Regions from separate parts of the Mus musculus genome. Here regions 2, 3 and 4 are each linked to region 1. Evidence: chromatin contacts called from public Hi-C and promoter capture Hi-C data. All regions are on one chromosome and are shown on one strand. Each heading gives the region's core, a stretch centred on a gene start, on an enhancer-like site or on the middle of the called end of the contact. The rest is flanking DNA. Distances are from core to core; before and after follow the strand shown.

Region 1 (3,283 bases), core at 383-2,882:
GCAGCCTGGGAAAGCCACAAGCACTGGACTCAGCCCATGAGGGCTGCTGCGTCATCGACATCTGGTGGTTATGGGGTTGAAGTCCACCAGAGCCTTGGACATCCATGACCCTGCCCTGTCTGACTGTAGAAACAGGGAGGTGTAATGGTGGTATTCAAGCCTCAAGTTGTCCCAGTGCTTGTAATGCTGGACTTTGAAAGTCTGTAGGACCTACCACTTTTTCCTTGTCACTGATTTTTTTAAAAAGGAAATTCTGTTCTAAGCTGGTCCCATTTTATTTCAGAAGAAACTAACTTATTTGACTCCACGGGCTCACTGGGGATATTTTGAATTTCATTTCTGATTCTGGTAATACTAGAATAACGTTGAGCTACATGGATGAATATATTTTGTATGTGAAAAGGACTATGTCCATTTATGTTGTTATAGTAAAACATTTGTGGCTTGATAATTATGAATTCTCCATGTTCAAGACTCAGCATCTGAACTAGCCTTCATCTAGACAAGGTCCCAGAAAGTGTAAGGCATCAAGGTATCATAGGGGGGAAAAAAGGAGCGCAGATCTATCTCTTCTGATCTTCTCATCTCTCCTTCTCTTATTAAAGCTTGGAGTCATAGTCCTTAAGAGCTGGGGCGTGCTCGCCACCTAGTGGTCATGAAGATGATATTCTGGAATTCAGTCAGGCGTCCCCACCCTGAGAACCCTGTGTAATCTTAATCACTTCTCAAAGTCCTCACCTCCCAAACACCACACACGAAGTTTCTATCTTCTGATACCTCACAATAGGCATTATATCCAACACGGGAGTGCTCAAGAGACGTGCTGACCCACCTCCCCATCTTCCTTTCTCCTCTTTTAGTTCCCGAGTCTAACAAACACTAATCCATGTGTTGTGACCCTCACCTACAGTAGGATTCTTCCTTTGTCCTCTGAAGAAAGACAAGAAGCACTAAAAGTTCTGTGAATTTACAGTTCCAAACACTTCAAGGAGAATAAAGCTGAGCCCATCAAGTTAACAATGGCCTGGGCTAGTCAATTCTAATTTAAGTTGCATAGTGAGGGGATTTGTCCAAACTTTTAGTCTAATAGTGGGGAATTGTGGGTTGAGGGCTTCTCCAGCCTGGTGTGGTCCCTGAGCTAGCCTTGGCACCTGAAAGGCAGAGAAGACAAGGATCACCTATTGCTTGTAACTGGCAATCTGGGACCTTATCCAAAGGACCCCAAAGATATTTCTCCATCCCTACCTACATACCGCACAGAAAGGATTCCTTTTGATTTTACAGCGTTTCAGTGGAATTCAAGAAGGTATCTTTTGACCTGGAAGAAAGGACATTTATTTATTCTCTTGGCCATTTGCAGCTGAGGAAGAAATAACTTACCAGATCTCTGCTTAAAGAAATAATAATAATAATAATAATAATAATAATAATAATAATAATAATAAAAAGGCCTGCAACTGAGGAAAGTAAAGTCCCCTTGAGAGTGGCCACAATCTTCTGCTTTTATTTTGACAGCCCTCCAAGGTCGGGTTTTAAACACTCAGCCAAGAAAAGGCGCCTCCACCCAGCTTGGGCTTGCCAGGAAGACACGCCCCTTCTGCATGCTATAAAGGCAACAGCTGGCTCTGAGCACTTCATCCTAGCTGTAAGTGGAGCCAGACCTGCTAAGCAAGAGGTAAGATTCTCAGGGGTCATAGCAAGGAGGGAGGAAGCTGGCACCTCTTCCAGGAACCAGCACGTTCCTGGTACCTCACCCTCACCCAAGATGTAACCAGAAAATGCTCTGTGGATCCCCAACTGCACCCTACTCCAGGCCGCGGGCCCGAGGGAGGAAGGTGATCCTAGTTTTTCTTTCCCTCGGCTTTCTTTTTGAACCTTGATCTGGGAGACAGTGCCCTGAGCTTCATACGGTCAATCCTGGCTGCAGGGAGGCTGGGAGGGAAGGAAGCTGGTGAGATCCTAGATCCTCAACAATGAGAACTCCATGTGGCCCGGGTAGCTAAACAGCCAGGGACACACATTTGTGATTAGCCTGTACTTGGACAAACTGGAGCTCTGAGTTTGGGACCCAGCTGGATTAGCAGATGAGCCTCAAGCAGGGCTTGCTTACCCACTGCAGGAATCAGCTTGTTTGCAAAAGGGACACAGAGGAGTGTTCCTCTTCCCTGTCACCCACATCTTACTTATTTGAGTGGCATTCTCAAATTCGCATATTTCACTCCAGCTGAGACTTCAGCCTTGATCTCAGGCATGGAGAACTGAAGTAGTATGCTTGCCCTCTTAGGAAAAACAGGATGAGGTAGGAATTCCAAACTGTAGGGTCCTAGGGGTGGATGTCAGAGCTGAGGTAGGTAGTGTTGCTGGTGTTGTAGCTGGCAGTGCTGATCTCCCCTCTTTTGCAGACTTCACCATGGAGCAGCTGAGTTCAGCCAACACCCTCTTCGCCTTGGAGCTGTTCCAAACCCTGAATGAAAGCAGCCCCACAGGAAACATCTTCTTCTCTCCCTTCAGCATTTCTTCTGCCTTGGCCATGGTCATTCTGGGGGCCAAAGGCAGCACTGCAGCTCAGCTTTCTAAGGTTAGCAAAAGCCAAACTGGCCAGCTCTCCCTGCCATCTCCATGCTTGTTAGATGGTACAGTCAGACTTTCAGAGAGCCACACCCCCAAAACAGTCAGTTCTTCATTCACTACCAACTTTAAGTGAGATTAGGGCAGAGTCTCTGTTCAGTTGGGGACACAAAGTGAAGAAAGACAATGACACTACCTGTGGGTTTGGTTCTCCCATTCACAAGAGTGAATCACAGGCTTTCAGGTAAGCTAGCCCTGCACCTCCCCAGAGCTAGCTGTTTCCTGTTTTCCTTTTGCACTGATAACCACTACTCATAAATCATGCCAGTAATAGGGTCACCTTCAGGCATGACAAATATAAGAACATGCTACAGGAAGAGAGCTTGGTGGTGGTGGTTTTTTTATGGGGACAAAAGGTAAAGACAGCCACCTGTCTATGTTCCCAGGGTTAGCCCTGTGCCTCTCTCCAGCCTGATTTCACTGGCTGTGGCTCTGCAGGAGGAGGGATTGTAAAGTCCCTGTGGCCTGTTGGACAGGTCCTACCTCCTCTCAGTCCACCCCTGGGAGACAGCAGGTCACCTTTGCATCTCTCCCCACAGCTGCCTAGTCTTCCTTAATGGGTATGAAGGGCACTTCTGCTCTTGGTGTTCCTTAATTCTGAGAGGGGAATTCTGCCACCTTTGGAAATCATGACAGGAGTGGGTAAAGTGTTTCC
Region 2 (3,283 bases), core at 419-2,918, 2.9 Mb after region 1:
GAAAGGACTAGGTGTAATGCAAGCCTTGTCATCCACTGAGCACCCTACCAAATACTCTACATTTAAAAAATTATAATGTGCCTGAGGTAGAGAAGGATGTATCCCAACAGCTGTTTTCCACAGTTCTCAGCTACTCAATGAAAATCTGGTCTCGACATCTACATCTTCCCTCACCTTCCTCCTCAGTCGTAAATACTTCTCATTGTGCGTATACAAGTGTGTGTGTACGTGAGAGTGCACACGCTTGTGCATATGCACGTGCCTGTGGAGGCCAGAGAGGTCAACCTCAGATGTCTCCCTCAGTAGCTCTCTACCTGAGTTTTCAGAATAGGATAGCTCAGTGAGTCTCGAATTTCCCAACTGGCTTCACTGGCTGACCATCAAGCCCCAATGAGTTTTCAGGTCTCATTCTCCCAGTTCTGGGATTAGTGATACACGCGGTCATGCCTAGCTTTTTAAATGTGAGTATTGGGGATCAAATATAGGTCCCCTCACTTATGTAAGTAACTGATCCATTTCTCCAGCCCCACAATGCTCATTTTAAAGATCCGTGAGTATTTACTTTAATATAGAAACCAGTTCGACGATTTCATTTTCCTTGACATTTTCTGATTTCCATATATACATATATATGCATACATTTTTCTCCTCTTTTAAAACATATCGGGTTAGGTTTGCGTTGTAGTGTTTGCTGTTTGCTTAAGAATTTCCTGGCGTATGAGGCTGTAAAGAGCTGAGTGCAGGCAGCTTTCACTGGAAGTCCCACGTCACCATAAAAGCCTGTACTACTTTGGATTACTGCATGGCGGATTAAAAACCCGCGGATCAGTTCTAGGTTAGCCCTGATTAACTCCCCTGGGTGTTTCTGGGCCAGAGAGGGTGCTTGTTAGACTCAAACCTATACTTGTAGTCAGAGTTCACTGAACAAAGAGTTAATTTTTACTTAAATCGAAATCGGGCTAATCATGAAGCTGCCAGGAATGATCTGGAATATGAACTAAAGTGTGCCTGCAGTCGCGTCAGCTGAACCTTCTACCCCCACGGTTCTGTCTGCCCACATGCTTCTGTCTATCAGCCTTGGCCTCCGGATCCGCTCTCACGTCATTGGTTGGATTTCAGGAAGGAAGAAACCCAGGATTTAAAGGGCTCAGTTTTCCACCTGCCAGGCCGGGTCCAACTTGCCTTTGACACATATTTAGGGGAATTTCTACCAGTTCTTCATTTACTACACTGCTTGGTTACAGGAAACAAAGTCCCTGAGGGTGTCACCTTGACAATTTCCAAAACCGAAACTTGCGCTCAAGACTAGATCCACACTGAGTCTGCGAGGCAGAGTCCCTGCCCAGGTCATCAGAGCCAGCCCCGCGGGTAGGAGCGAGGGAGGGGCCTGGAATGGGCGTGGCTTTCCGTGGGAGAGTAGGACTTTGCCCCACCTCCTAAGAAGCCTGCTCTGCTTCCAGCCAGTCAGGTTGCTCTATGCAAATAGAGCCCGGGTCACCCCGGTAACCATGGTGTATGGCAGCCAATGGAAAACAGCCAGTGGCGACCTCGCTCCAGGATTGGTACCGAAGTAAGGCGACAGGGATCCAATGGACTGTGGGAACAGTCCTCGGCGGGTTGAGGGGCGGAGATATGCAAATATGGTTTGAAAAGCCGGCGGGAAATCTGAGTTTCGCGGGAGGACCTTGGCGCGTAAACCGTATCCCTTCATTCATTGTCAGCAGCAGCTTCCTGGAGCCATTTTTCAGCTGCCGGCCGCAGCACCCGGGCTGCCGCCACCGCCTCGCAATCCGTTGCATCGGCTGCCCCCGACGCCTCCATCCCTCCTCGGGGCCTGATATCCGTGCGGCCGGGACCCTCCTCTCTCCAGACCCCCGATTATTTTTGGCCCCCGGGGCCTGTGCGGTGCGGAAAAATAAAAAGAAAAGAGAGAGAGAGGGTTCGGAAGCGCCGGGAGGGGAGGCGAGAAGGAGAGACTTGGAAACTCCGGCTGCAAATAATAAAAGAAATTGAAAGCAATACGTTAATATATCGTAACACTAAAAAAGAGCAGGAGCGAGAGATGAGAAAGGGGATCCAGCCCGCCCTGGAGCAGTACCTGGTGACCGCCGGGGGTGGGGAGGGGGCGGCTGTCGTCGCCGCCGCCGCTGCAGCCTCCATGGACAAAAGGGCACTGCTAGCCAGCCCCGGCTTCGCCGCCGCCGCCGCCCCGGGCACGTACATCCAGATCCTCACTACGAACCCTTCCACCACGTCCTGTGCCACCTCCCTCCAAAGTGGCGCCCTGACCGCCGGCCCCCTTCTCCCCAGTGTCCCCGGCACGGAGCCGGCCGCCAGCAGCCTCTACACCACGCCACAAGGACCCTCCAGCAGAGTCGGGCTGCTGCAGCAGCCACCAGCACCAGGACGCGGCGGCGGCGGTGGCCCACCGGTAATACCCTCCTCAGCGTCCCTAGCCCAGGTGGGAGGCGGGCTCCCGGGAGCGGTGGCGGCGGGAGCGCGAGGCTGAGCATCGTGGGCCTCGTTGCTGTCCCTTCCAGCGTGTGCTTATTGTTAGACTCGGGGTGCTTTCCTGCGGACGTTGGGAGGACGTGGGGGCCTGGGCAGGCACGCGGGGCAGTGGGGAGTCCCTCTTTGAGAACCACATCCAACACTCCAAAACTTTTCGCGCCCCCCCCCCCTCCACTTCTTTTCCTGCACTTTTCCCTACCCCCACTCTCCCCTCCCTTGCAACTCGAAGCTTCCTCTTTCTCGGGCGTAGGAAGGGGTCACGCCCCGGATGGAGAAGGGGGTGGGGGAGGGAGTAGTGCACTGGAGAGTGGGGGACCCCAGAGGATGTAAACTGGGGGACCCGAGGCGTGCAAGCCTCCTCTCCTGTCTCTGCTGCCCCTGGGCGACTGGGGGTCCCGCAGGCGTGCTCCGAGCGCAGGGGCGCCAGTGCCTGGCACCTTTGGGGACCTAGCTCCAGGCAACAAAGGGGATCTGGGAGGTGGACGGGTATCGCGGTGGGGGAGGTGGAGCTGAGAGCCCCGGTGGGCCAGGGCTCGCGCTGTCTGCGACAAGGGGCCGGCGGGCGGGTGCTCCGGCCTGGGCGCATCTCCGCGGTGGCAGCGGCGGCGCCCGCGTGGCCGGAGCGCTGGGGCCTTGCTCTCCGGGCCCCGGGCCTGCCCTTGACCCGCCTCTCCCCTTGCCCCTTCCTTCCCCGCCCTGTCCCCCTCCCCGCCCCCCCGGCGACGGAGGGCGGGGGCAGCCGGGTTCCCGTCCCGCCGCCAGGATCTGTCCC
Region 3 (3,283 bases), core at 393-2,892, 2.3 Mb after region 1:
TGCCTGGCCCTGGCTCGTCCTTGTTGGGTGGTTTCTCAGCTGAGGCTGTCTGTCCAGGGCCAGCTCAGATGTATATGGTGTCATATGCATCTGGAAAGCTCCATGGTCCATCTCTTGTCAAGCACTGGCACCACCAGCAGCAGTTGGCATCTAGCTGGGGATTTGGTTCCATCATGAGACAGAGCCACAGGCAGGGGCAGTTTGGGGTGAAGACTTCCATCTGGAGATTCAGCTGAGAGAGAAAAGGTTAGATTGATCTCTGCCATGGTGGATATTCACTCCTGGTTCCTTAGGTGAGATCTACATGGAGTGCATGCTTCTCTGGGGTTATCCCAGGTCCTGTCCCTGTTCAGAACATAACTGAATGAAGTGACAGTGACAAGAAAGGACCCAGACTAGGCAGCAAGTATCCTCCCTGGCTAAGGACACCTGCAATCATTCCTCTGTGAGGGCCCGGATCTCCTGGGTGTTGTTTTACATTGCTGCTATAACAAACATAGTGTCTTAAAACAACACAACTACATTGTTTTACAATTCCAAAGGTTTAGAAACCAGCCAAGGTCCTAGAGTCCATGTATTATACAAGCATCATATCACAATCATGCCAGAGTGTGCAGTGCTTAAATTCTTAGTTTTTTTTTTTTACTGTTTTTTCTTTTTAAACCCTAAAAGAATAAACGAAGTATTTGGTATAGAGAAAGTTGTATGGATGAGAACTTCATTCTTTGAAAGTGAATGCCATCTCTAAACTCAATTGTCTGTGTGAACTTGAAATCAAGGTTTGTTCTACTTGGAAAAGTGGAGATTTTCAAGTGTAAGAGGGATTAACGTTTATTAGCACCTCACAGAGACTTTGTTAGTGGTGTAGTCAGAACTGAAAGAGAAGTTAGAAAGTTGGCAGTTTTCTCACTATGTGAAGGAGAGTAAGAGTCCCTCCCTTTTGTACTGCTGAACATCACTTGGGAAACCCCACTTGTTCAGAAACAAACAAACAAACAAACAAACAAAAACCCCTCAGGGGTCTACAATACTCCACTGCTTCCTGGCAATCTATGCAGAGCAAAGGGTCTAAGGACCAGGTCCTTCACTGGTAAAATGCTGGTATCAATAGTGTTATTTCATCAAGATCATAATTACAAATGAACAACGAAGGAAACTACCAAATCAAAAGCGTAGTAGATCATGAATAATCGTAAGCCACCGTTTTGTTTTGTTTTGTTTTGTTTTGTTTTTGTCAAACCTTGCATATAGGTTTCTGGCTCTTTTGTTGTAAGAAGATCAAAATCGTCTTGGCAAAAGACAAAAAGCGGTTGGTATTTATTCTAGGTGATAGGCGTTAGGAAGTAGTAGTAGCCTGTTGTTTTTTTTTTTCTCATGCCTCGGTCGTCCCCGATTTAAGGTTTTGCCCTAAATGAAGGATCTCAATCACGACCACAAGAAATCCCTCCCGACTTCGGTTTTCCTGGGGCAGGGCGACCGAGTCAGACACCAGAGTGTCTCCAGGCCCTGCCCTTTCCTGCCCGGGCCCCAACCTGCGCCCGAAGCCACGCCCCCAACGCGGCGTCCCTCCCGATTCGCTCAACCTTGCGAAACGCCCTTTCCGGCGTCGCGCTGACGTCACAAACCCTGCGCCTCCCGCTCCTCTTCGGGCCGTCGTTCGAACGAAAGGTCGTCCCTGTGACCGACGAGGTGGTTTGAGCAGCTGTCGCCATGTTGTCGGTCGCCGCCCGCTCGGGCCCGTTCGCGCCCGTCCTATCGGCCACTTCCCGCGGGGTGGCGGGCGCGCTGCGTCCTCTGCTGCAAGGCGCGGTGCCCGCCGCCTCGGAGCCACCTGTTCTGGATGTGAAGCGACCCTTCCTGTGCCGCGAGTCCCTGAGTGGCCAGGCCGCAGCCCGGCCTTTGGTGGCCACGGTGGGCCTGAACGGTGAGCCGGCTTCGGAGTACCCCGATCTCGTTCCCTGCGGCGGCGGAGGGCGGTGTGCTGGGATGTGGTGGGCCGGCCGCGGCTACCTTGGCAGGCCGAGCGCTCCCCGGAGCAGGCGGGCTCACGGTGACGGGATGCTCCCGTAGCTGCATCCCCCAGGAGTCAGGAGCCGGTCTGCACGTCAGTCTGGGTTCCCTCCTCAGGCTTCACTTGACTTTCTTGATTAAGATCGGCCTCCCTGTATCATGGCTAAGATACTGTTAGTTACAGGAATTTGACCTTGGGCAAGTTTCCTCGATGTTACCACAACTTTGTAGGGGTGTTGTGAGTCTTACACTAGAGAATTCTATGTAAAGCCATTGGTACGGTTTAGACGATAAGTGTTCAAAATAGAAATTGAAACAACCATGTAGGAAGTTGTCAGTGTACTGGTACAGTCGCTTTTCAGCATCTTAACTCCCTAGCAGCCCCATCCCTATAGACACAAAACCAGCCCTGTCAGTTCCACTGTAGGGGATCAGCAGTGGTTTCAGATACCAGGCTCTACGGCTTTCATAATCTTACTTAGTCGTGAAGGCGAGGCAGTCAGAAATGATACTTTTTTTTTTTTTTAATACAGAAAACAGAGGTGAAGTGACCCACACAGTGGGAATCTATGCAGTGCGGTCTCTTCCTAGTTTATCTAAGTCTGCTTCACATTCCCTTGTGACTTAAAAATCTAGAAAGCTTTCTGGTGTCTCCTGAAATGTGGGAAGCTGCACTGGGCTCGTTTGGTTTCTGCTCCGATAGTTGACTGACTCTTCACTTTTTCAAGTAGATTAAACCTTGATTTCAAGTTCACAGGGACCATTGAGTTTAGAAATATCATTCACTTTAAAAGAATGAAGATCGCATCCATATAGCTTTCTCCTCTATACCAAGCAAAGTAACATACTATGATTGTTCAGTGTATTACCTACTTGGCACTGCTTGGGGTTGAGTTTATGACCTTTCTACATGTCAACCAAATTGCCTTCTTAGACAGCTTTTCACTCTGCATTCATTCTAATCCTGCCTCTCTGTCTGTCTGTCCTGCCTCTCTTTGAGGCAGGGTCTCACTATGTATCCTAGGCTGTCCTCAGACTCAAGGTCTTCCTGACTGTCTTCCCAGAGCCACCATGGTTAGCTTTTCCTGCAGATTTTTAATGATCCCCACTGGGTTTGCTGTTTATCTCTATTTTAGCCATTAACCTTAATGTCAGGTCAGATTACAAAGTTTACTTTTGCTGATATCTTGATGTCATTATAGCATGTTGACACTCTCCTCTCTATTGTTGAGACTTCTGGCCTTGGTTTAAAGCGGTAGAATAATAGCTCCTT
Region 4 (3,283 bases), core at 467-2,966, 2.1 Mb after region 1:
TTGCCTAAGCAGGGTCCAATGCTTGATGCTCTGGCCTCCTCCTTGCAGGAGCCCACCTCTTAGTCCCTTGCCCGGGAGCCACAGACATTCAGAGCTTTCAGATTCCCCATCCCCACCCCCACCCCTGCCCAGGGATCCCTGAATGCTGCTAACCTTGAAGAGGGCAGCGTCCTCCTCACGATTGTAGTCCTGCTTGCCCGCGTGTTTCCACGGGATGCGGAAGACGCTCTTCTCCTCGTTCTCCCACACCAGCCCGGGGTACTTGCCGCTGTCGATCTGGTCGATCAACCACTGTCGGAGTTTCCCATTGCCGCAGCTCACTGCGCTCATGCCGAACTCTGAGCCCCGGCTGCCCGTCTCCAAGTTCATGACGCGTGCGGACCTCCTCCTGGGCTTGTGCGCTGAGGAGAGACACACATTCCCTGCAACTACCTTCGCATCACTTTGGAGGCGGGAGGAAGCCCCGTCCCAAACTCTTGCAGTGCCCACGAGGCCCCGAGTCTCTGAGGCTGCCAAGGTGCTCGGGTGCAGTGCCAGAGTCTCCGAAGTCCCCCAAGAGAAGGTACTTTGACGAAGGTATAGAGAGCATCCCTTGGCGCGCACCATCCTCCTCCTCCTCCTCCTCCTCCTCCTTTTTTTTTTGCCTGTCTGTTCTTTCTTTTATTAAAAAAATTAGGTAATTTCTTCATTTACATTTACATTAACACGCTCCGTTGAAAGCTCCTAGCTACACAGCTTCTCTGCAGATCCCAAGTCTTGCGCCACGCTGGGGCGCTCACTTTGCTCACTCGTCCCTCTGTGCTGGATCCAAGTAGCTTTCATCCCACTTTTCCCTCACTGTTTCTACACTTGCCCCTTCCTGGGTTTAGGTTGCCCTGGCTGCCCCAGGCGAAAAGGACCTGGCACATGGACTAGCCCTTGTCCAGGTCCTGTGTCCCTGCCATGCAGGTTTGCGGTACCTAGCTTACTCTCTTGACTTTCTTCTATGACACCCTTACTTTGTCCTCGGAATAACCCCAGGCCTACCCAACCAGAGACCATCACGTGGGTCCTGGAAGCAACAAGTGGAAGTCTGGTTATGGGGCAAGCAGCGCAGCCAAGAAACAGGAGATTCCAACCTGCAGAATGTCAGCGTGAACCCTGGCAGGAATGAAGCCGAGGCTGGGAATAAGGGGTGCTGCGGACAGCAACACTAGCACTCTTGCCAGAGAAGTGAAGAAGGGGCATGCGGGGAAAGGGGCTCTGAGCACCCTAAGTTTGGAGCTCTCAGCTCTTCTTGGCTGCCCGGCCTAGGAATCACGCTCTGGAGCCCTAGATGAGTTTGGGTCCTTTAGGAACCAGGGCTGGAAAGGAGCTTTCCACTGGAGCAGAGAGAGTCAGAGGCTGTCCCTCTGAGGACAAGCTGTGGCCAGTGCGATCCTTTGATGACACCACAGTCCCATTAGCTCGTCCCGCCCAGCCCGTGGGGGATGTTCTGGAACTCCCACCCAAACAGCTTCATACAAAACCCGAAGTGCACAGGTCCTAGGGCAGCGTAGATGAGCGGAGCCTGGGTCCGCTATCTCAGCATTCTCCCTCAGGCTCAGAGATGGAAGCCAGGCTTCCTCTGCCACCAGCCTCACACTCCTCCTTCTGCCCGACTACAGGCCTTACCTCACCCGCACTCTTAGCTGAGGGCAGCAAAGGGTCCCAAGTTCAAGTGGTGAAACTAGGAAAGTGAGGTGAGAAAGAGGAACTTTATAGAGCCGGAGGCGGAGTGCAGGGCGGGCGCTTCGGCCCCGCCTTGAGAGGGCGTGGCTTGCCCATACCCAGGACCGCCCCCCACCTCTGCCTTGTGCCTGGGTGTCCCGCAGGAACAGGAGCTTCGGACTAGAGCCCACCGGGTCAAGGGCTGTCCCACTTCAGACAAACCCTGGCTTTCTTCAGCTCCTCCTGTGGAGGGGGCTGGGGACTCTGATGTACTCAGAAATCCTCAACCGGATGGGACAAGTCGGTATGGCCCGTTCCTGTGAAGGTGGAGGCATGCAAAGGGGATACTGGAATCTGCACTGAGCATAGCTGATAACTACTAACTGCTCATGGCCAGGTTGGGAAGTGATGGAGAGTCTGGAGCACAGGGAACTTGGTTCTCACAGCATGTGACAGAAGAGATAGACTGAGAGAGGTCGGGAGCATCCTTGGGCAAAGCGGAGTCTTGTCTCTCTGAGCGTTTAGAGAATATCACGCTCACTAAAAAGAAAAATAGAAAGGCAAGTTTATAAGCCGTGGCCCAAATACTGTGTTTGAAACGCTTATACATGTTGGGTGAATGAAACCGACGAATTGAGATGACTCAGACAAGCACAGTCCCCAAAGTTTCAATCATGGCAACATAAAAGAGATGGGGGATCCCTGAGTACTCAGGTAGTTAGCGCGCTTCCGGATGTCAATTCACCTTAAAATGATAATTTTAACCTCAGCCTCGTGGGAGGCAGTTGCCGGTGAGGTACCAATGCCCCAAATAGAACAGCTAGGCTGACTGAAGGTTTTACTTTATTTTCGTGTTTTCTTTGACCTTCATATGTAAACTCCATGAGCTTTTGCCGCTGACTTTCTCCAGCTCAGCTTGGATGCCTGGAGCTTATATGTTATCTTGGTGTTTTCAGGTAAGCAAGCAGACTACCAGTTTCTGTATCATTTTAGATTACCACCACCACAGGTCAACTTGGAGCGTTTGTAAAGATTTGACAACTTTTTCATTTCACATGTTTCTCAGTTTTTCTTTTAATCTTCCATCCTGGGTTCTGGACTTTAGGAGAAACATCTGATTTTGGCCACAGGAAAACTGGTGCAGAGATGCCCACCGGCATGTTTTTTTTTCCTAACATCAACAGGCTTTCTCAGAAATTAACAGGATGCCATGTCGTTCTTTCACCCCAATTAGTTTTCCATTGTCAGAGCCCTGGTAGTAAACAACAGAGTTTCGTTCAAAGAAAATTTTGGTCACACCCATTTTCCCCTCTTCTTCCTTTGGGGTTTCATTCATTCAAAAATATTCTTTGAACACCTTCTGTCTGTCGGGAACTATCCCGGTCACCAGAGACACACCTCGGAGCAAAGCAGAGATTGTAGCTTCAGATAGCACAGCCTTGCTGCTGAGGAATTACATTTCTTCAAAGCGTGCACAGACTAAGGACAGAAGCAGCCAACCCGAGGTTTTTGGTTTTTTTTTTTTTTCTTTTTTCTTTTTTTCACTTAGACACACGTGTCTTCTACCTTGACTTAGGCGGTTTCAACATTTTCC

The links. Promoter capture Hi-C pulls out the DNA fragments that hold promoters and counts their contacts. Hi-C and Micro-C count contacts between places; a contact is called where the count stands out from the background.
Region 2: a Hi-C map of B cells shows a contact between it and region 1, with 5 read pairs. The contact joins the promoter of E2f3 here to the promoter of Serpinb1a in region 1. A contact is called at or near these places in 1 of 39 promoter capture datasets (pre-B cells) and 2 of 484 Hi-C or Micro-C datasets (B cells and myeloid progenitors).
Region 3: a contact with region 1 is called in a promoter capture Hi-C map of pre-B cells, with 9 times the contacts expected there. The contact joins the promoter of Uqcrfs1 here to the promoter of Serpinb1a in region 1.
Region 4: a contact with region 1 is called in a promoter capture Hi-C map of pre-B cells, with 8 times the contacts expected there. The contact joins the promoter of Irf4 here to the promoter of Serpinb1a in region 1.

What each region holds. Positions count from the first base shown.
Region 1 is chr13:32,849,534-32,852,816 of GRCm38.p6, reverse strand. Serpinb1a (serine (or cysteine) peptidase inhibitor, clade B, member 1a) reads left to right here and starts at 1,632. Exons shown (of 7, transcript NM_025429.2): 1 at 1,632-1,675; 2 at 2,403-2,578. The coding sequence starts at 2,411.
Region 2 is chr13:29,984,448-29,987,730 of GRCm38.p6, reverse strand. E2f3 (E2F transcription factor 3) reads left to right here and starts at 1,668. Exons shown (of 7, transcript NM_010093.3): 1 at 1,668-2,431. The coding sequence starts at 2,063.
Region 3 is chr13:30,543,675-30,546,957 of GRCm38.p6, reverse strand. It overlaps Uqcrfs1 (ubiquinol-cytochrome c reductase, Rieske iron-sulfur polypeptide 1), which reads left to right and starts at 1,642. Exons shown (of 2, transcript NM_025710.2): 1 at 1,642-1,924. The coding sequence starts at 1,711.
Region 4 is chr13:30,747,666-30,750,948 of GRCm38.p6, reverse strand. Irf4 (interferon regulatory factor 4) reads right to left here and starts at 1,716. Exons shown (of 9, transcript NM_013674.2): 1 at 1,654-1,716; 2 at 154-401. The coding sequence starts at 369.